2 separate regions of the Mus musculus genome follow, and region 2 is linked to region 1. Evidence: chromatin contacts called from public HiChIP or PLAC-seq data. All regions are on one chromosome and are shown on one strand. The core of a region is the stretch at or near the end of the contact, and the rest is flanking DNA. Distances in the headings are between cores, read along the strand shown.

Region 1 (2,658 bases), core at 114-2,613:
CTCATCATGGGGAGCACACGGGGCTGCCATGAACCTGAATGTGTCTAGAACAGTCCCTGGCACATATCAGGGACTCAGGACTCTCTCCCTCTCATCCAGCCATGGTGTGTGGCAGTCAGCAGGCAATCTATAAGTGTGCTCTAAGTTAAATGAGCATGTATCGGATACTGTCTGCCAGTCACATACTAATCAGGTCCAACCCCACTCAGCTTCCAAGAGGAGAGGAAATATAAATATAACAGACCCCCTGATAGAAGTCTTCAAGGCTCTGTTTCCTCCAGAACAACCCAGTCCTAAAAGATGAGGACAAGGGGCTGTGAGGTCAAAGAGATGCAGACACATCTAGAATTAACGAGTGACAATTACTGGGGGAATTTACGGACAGAAGTGTGGACCCAGGCACCAGAATGTCCAATTTGGCATCCCACATTTTGACTCAGTTGGGAGTTTAAAGGCTTGAACAAAAGTGACTTGACACTACTGGAAGGTAGCTGGCTTATCTTAAGATGATCATGAAGAGCCGGGTGCATCCTGCCAGTCTGACTGCAAAGTCTCATAAATGACTCCACCTTATCAACTCATGGTTTGCTAAGAAATTGTGCAGTGACCACTAACTAGGGTTACTCCAGGATAGTCACAGGGATAATCAAGATGGCTACAGTCCTGGCAAGCTGCACCTACATCGTGTTATTTGGGGATCAGTTACCACGTCAGAGCGTTGCTTCTGAGCTGGACCACTACAGTTTGAACATCTCCATCTTTAAATGGCTCCATTCCTGTCCCCCCCCCCCCCCGACTTTAGGGTAGTTGGTATGGAATAAGCTAAGACAGATGTGTGGGCCTCTTGGGAGAAGCCACGAGGTCAGAAGACATCTCTACTTGTTGGAAGACCCTACAATTAAGGTCGGCAGTCCACCATGTCCAGATAGGTTCTGAGCTTGGCACAAAGTGGAGGACTACCTTTCTCTGTGGGGCTTTCCCTTCTTTGCCTGACCTTATCTGGAGAGCAAGACCCTGCACATATCCTCTACCCCTGGAAAGTCATGTAGTCCGTGGCCAAGGTTCAACTTCCATCTCTCCCATTAAGAACCTGCCTCCAAAGCACCTGGAATTCCTCTCCATGTAAATGAAGCATTCCGATTCCCACCCCCTACCCCCCACCCCCGCCACAGCCAATAATTTACTCTCACCCTGAAAACCACTCCTCACAGTTCATATGACCTTTGTTCACCTCTAATTTAAAGGAGCAAGCAGTTTCGCTGCAGGTCATCTGCTAAGAAAGCTGAGTCACTGAACACCATGTAAAAGAGCTCTAACTCTGAAATCCTCGGAGAAGCCCCGCCCCCAACTCACAGCTGGACCGAGATCCTGCTGACGCAACCCTTCCGGGTTCCGTCCGCTTCATGCCCCCATCCTGACCCCCGGAGTGTGCAGTGGTGCTTAGACACCCCGAGGGAGGAAGCGGAACTCAGAACCGCACCAATCACGCTGTTTATTACACTTAGGGGGAGTGTGTGCGCACATTCATGTGCATGTGGCATGACAAGTGTATGCACGGCAGAGATCATTTTTAGGAGGTAGTTCTCGCCCACCATGTCCTAGGGATCAAATTCAGATCGCCCAGTTTGGCTAAAAGGTACCTTCACCCACTGAGCCATCTTTAAGGCCCTCACTCACTCCTTCACGTGACCACGTCTTGCCCACAGCAGGGAAACTGTCGGTGGATGAGCGGAGGAAGCAGGAAGTTAAGTCTGAGGGCTTGGCATGATACCCTATCCAACCCTATATAATCCATAGTAGTTCAAAAGAGAGAAACCAGTTAGATTCTCTCTTCTGAAGAGTGTAAATTCAAAATGCACGTGGAGCATCTAACAAAAGGGCCCCCAGGGCGTGTGTGTAACTAGAGTGACATGTGTGACTGTAAAGAACCTATTCTAAATGGCAGCCACAAGAACTGGTGGGCCAAGCCTGGGACTTGCGTTTCCATGGGAAATGCTGTATATCTCATTTTTCAAGGGATGCGGGGTGGCTGGACATCTTCTGAGAGGGCACCCACCGTACTGTGTGAATTCTGAAAGCAAGCCCTATACCATCTGGGATTCTCTGGGCACAAGCTGCAGGGGTGAGGTCTAGGTAAATTAGGCAAGGCAAATTCATTAAAAAAGGACTTCGGGATCCATGAGGTTGACAGGAATAGCGGAAAACTAGACTTAGAAAATGATAAACCGGGCTGGAGAGTTGGCTCAGCGGTTAATAGAGCACTGACTGCTCTCCCAGAGGTCCTGAGTTCAAATCCCAGCAACCACATGGTGGCTCACAACCACCTGTAATGAGATCTGATGCCCTCTTCAGGTGTGTCTGAAAAAAGTTACAGTGTACTTACATAAATAAAGAAAAAAGAAAAAAAAAAGATGTTAGGCCTTGGTCAGAAGGGTAAAGAAGAAGCCTGGGTTCGCCATTTTTGTCACCTAGTGGTGGCTTCTCTTTTTATTGTCTGCCTCTCAGGGCTCTATCTGACTTCTAGACCCTCACCAGCATTTAAGAGGCTTAGGCAGGAGGATTGCAACACGTTCAATCTAGCCTAGACTACATGGTGAGTTCCAGGCTAGCCTAGCCTAGGCTACAGAATGAGACACTCAAGGGGGGAAAAAAAAGGGC
Region 2 (2,658 bases), core at 79-2,578, 170 kb after region 1:
GGTGTGGCCTGAGTCAAGACAGTGGAGGTGGCGCCAAGACATCTAACCCTCTGGGGACTCTGAGGTGTGAACTGTCCAGGGTGCATGGGTGGGACAAGCTGCAGCTTCCATAGTGAAGTCTCTCTTCAAAGAAACACACCTGCAATTATGACCTGCTGTTAACTCACTGTGTAGCCTTGCTAAGGAACACCACGTCTCTCTTAGCCTTGATTTCCCTAATGAGCACTGAAGCAGGTTCAAGGTTCTCCTTCATCACACTGCGATCCCAAGTTCACTTGCTATAAAATGAATCCATCTCTGGACGGGTGAGGGGGTGGGGTGGGGGTGGGGGCATGATGAGATTTTACCTGAGTAGCGTCTCCCGCCCCACTTTCTCCTCTTCCCCAAAACTTCGGGAAACGTCAAAAGCTCACCAACTAGTCTTGCGAGATTAGCTGAGAGTAACAGTGGTGTGTCTGGTCACCCTGGAGGTGACACCTACACACACCCCCACCCTAGCCAGATGTCACCCAACAGGGCCCCTAGCTCTTGGAACAACTCTCCAGAGCAGCTGTGAGTGTGTCCCAACCCTCCAAGTTGGAGACCAGCCCAGATCTCTCAGGATGCAGTCAAGGTCAGCCTCATTAGACTTGGGAACCCTGAACATGCAAATTCTAGTCTCTTTTAGAAGAAGGCTGGGAGGGGCTCAAGACCCCTGTTCCCAGACATTCTAAGGACAACAAACAAGGAACAATCCTCAGTGGAACCAGGTGAAACGGGTGTCTAATCTAGCTCCAGCTTGGGGCAGAACCTGGCTCTGTCAGTCTCCTACTCCGTGGCTTATCTGATGACCCACCCCTACACCTCCACCCATGTGTGAGCGCAGCTACACCTGCACAGGTGTTGAGCTGGCGCTGCACAGTAACTATCCCAACCCCACAGCCTCTGAGCAGGACCTCCTTTTTCTCAGTAACGACCCTCTACATTGCCAAAGAGTAATTCATGAAGGCATCCTTACCACCCGTGCCTGAGCTGAGGAAGATGCTGTAAGCAGGGGCCTGCTTTAAGGATCATAACTAAACTGTGTTCCTTGAGACAGGGACACTGCCACAGGAGTTGTGTCCTCTACTCAGGGCCTTCCAGATGGGGAGTGGACTGGCACTCAGCCTGGGTTGGTTCCGTTCAGGGACTTAACTTCTGGATCTAGCATTCACCCAACACTGCCTTGCACTTTTGAACAGAACTTGTATTGTTCCCAGCTTTGTTCTAAAGATCAGTGGTTTAGGGTGAGCACATCCTGTTGGCAAGAGCAAGCATGTTATTGGCTAAAGCTAGAGCCAGTTAAAGGCGCTGTCCCACGGGACAGGGCCACAGGCTCCGCCCAGGGAGGGAACTTCAGGCTGAAGCTTGCTGCAGGAACTGTGGGTTTTTTTGTGGCTCTGAGCAGGCAGGCACCTGTGCCCTGTGCCCTTTAAAGTTGGTGAACTCAGTTCCCAAAAATGTTGTAGCATTTTCCCAGACTGCAGAGTCCTCAGCTTCAGGAGCGCCTGCAAAATCTAAGCTTGGCCTTTCTCCTCTCCTATGCCGTTCCCATGGAAGATCACTAACCACTTTCGGGTGAAGACAACAGTTGCTTAGTGACATAGGCATCCTTGTTCCCACCCATCCTTCCTGATCCTTGGGACCTTACGTTCTAAAAATAGGGCAATGGTTGTCCGGCTGATGTTCTGACCCTGTGTTTTAGTTAGTGATCACAGGCCTGGTGAGGTTGTAGCAAGCAGATGCATCAGGTAGAAAGATCTAGGAACCTGATTCAGGACACATCTCCACCACCTGCATGCTGTGTGCATCCTCAGACAGCCAACAAGGGCAGTGACTCTGTGACTGCTCTATTTAAAGAACTCTGAGGCTCAGTGCCACTCAGGCACTTTGCCAAAGTCACCAAGTTGAGGACATTGCAATGCCAGCACTCAGGCGATGACTGTGGGGTCAGATTCTGAACTCTGAACCCTAGTTCAAATCTGCCTGGCTGGCTGCTCCAGCTGGCCAAGTTCAGCTGGCCAGAGTTCAGCTGGGGCACTGTCCACTGCTGGCCTTAATTAGAGCTCAGATGGAGGGATTGTCAAGGGTACAATCCGGTACACTGTTGTGTAAGCACTAATATCCCAAACTCATGCACCATAGCTGGTTCTGTGAGGTACCATATTTCCCAGAAGCTGAACCCATGGAACCATGATCCTAATGTAACTTTAGAATTCTTCGGGTTTTTGTTGTTGTTGTTTCAAGACAGAGTTTCTCTGTGTAGCCCTGGCTGTCCTGGAACTCACTCTGTAGACCAGGTTGGCCTCGAACTCAGAAATCTGCCTGCCTCTGCCTCTCAAGTGCTGGGATTAAAGGTGTACGCCACTACTGTCCGGCTAGAATTCTTAAGATGGTAGAAAAGTCACTTTCTTATCTGCACAGCCAAACATGACTGAACAGCATTCTAGGATATCCTGTTACTTGCATCGTGTTTTACAGCTAGGACAAAAGGCCCCTGAGAAACCATGCTGGAATCGTCCCTGACATCCTTCATGGGGCGGGGGTGGTGGCGGTGGTGGTGATGGTGGCGGTGGTGGGCAGGACAAGGGCATGCAGCCATCTCACAGGAGCATATCACTCTGTGACCTGGTGGGGTGA

What was found. HiChIP or PLAC-seq counts read pairs in DNA pulled down with a chosen protein or histone mark.
Region 2: a contact with region 1 is called in an H3K27ac HiChIP or PLAC-seq map of microglia, with 5 times the contacts expected there. The contact joins two enhancer-like sites. A contact is called at or near these places in 3 of 115 datasets of contacts at active chromatin or transcription factors (memory CD8 T cells, microglia and pancreatic cancer cells) and 2 of 9 other capture datasets (liver and pancreatic islet).

What each region holds. Positions count from the first base shown.
Region 1 is chr8:94,189,923-94,192,580 of GRCm38.p6, forward strand. No RefSeq gene overlaps it. Among named protein-coding and RNA genes, the nearest start is that of Gm39228, 7.8 kb to the left of the region's middle. Within about 2 kb of position 1,364, at least 150 of the 459 cell types and tissues checked have an H3K27ac peak or open chromatin away from gene starts, as enhancers often do. A contact at or near this core is called in liver, memory CD8 T cells and microglia, where this site is marked.
Region 2 is chr8:94,362,188-94,364,845 of GRCm38.p6, forward strand. The region is part of intron 24 of Slc12a3 (solute carrier family 12, member 3); the gene reads left to right. Among named protein-coding and RNA genes, the nearest start is that of Gm15889, 14 kb to the right of the region's middle. Within about 2 kb of position 1,329, at least 220 of the 459 cell types and tissues checked have an H3K27ac peak or open chromatin away from gene starts, as enhancers often do. A contact at or near this core is called in liver, memory CD8 T cells and microglia, where this site is marked.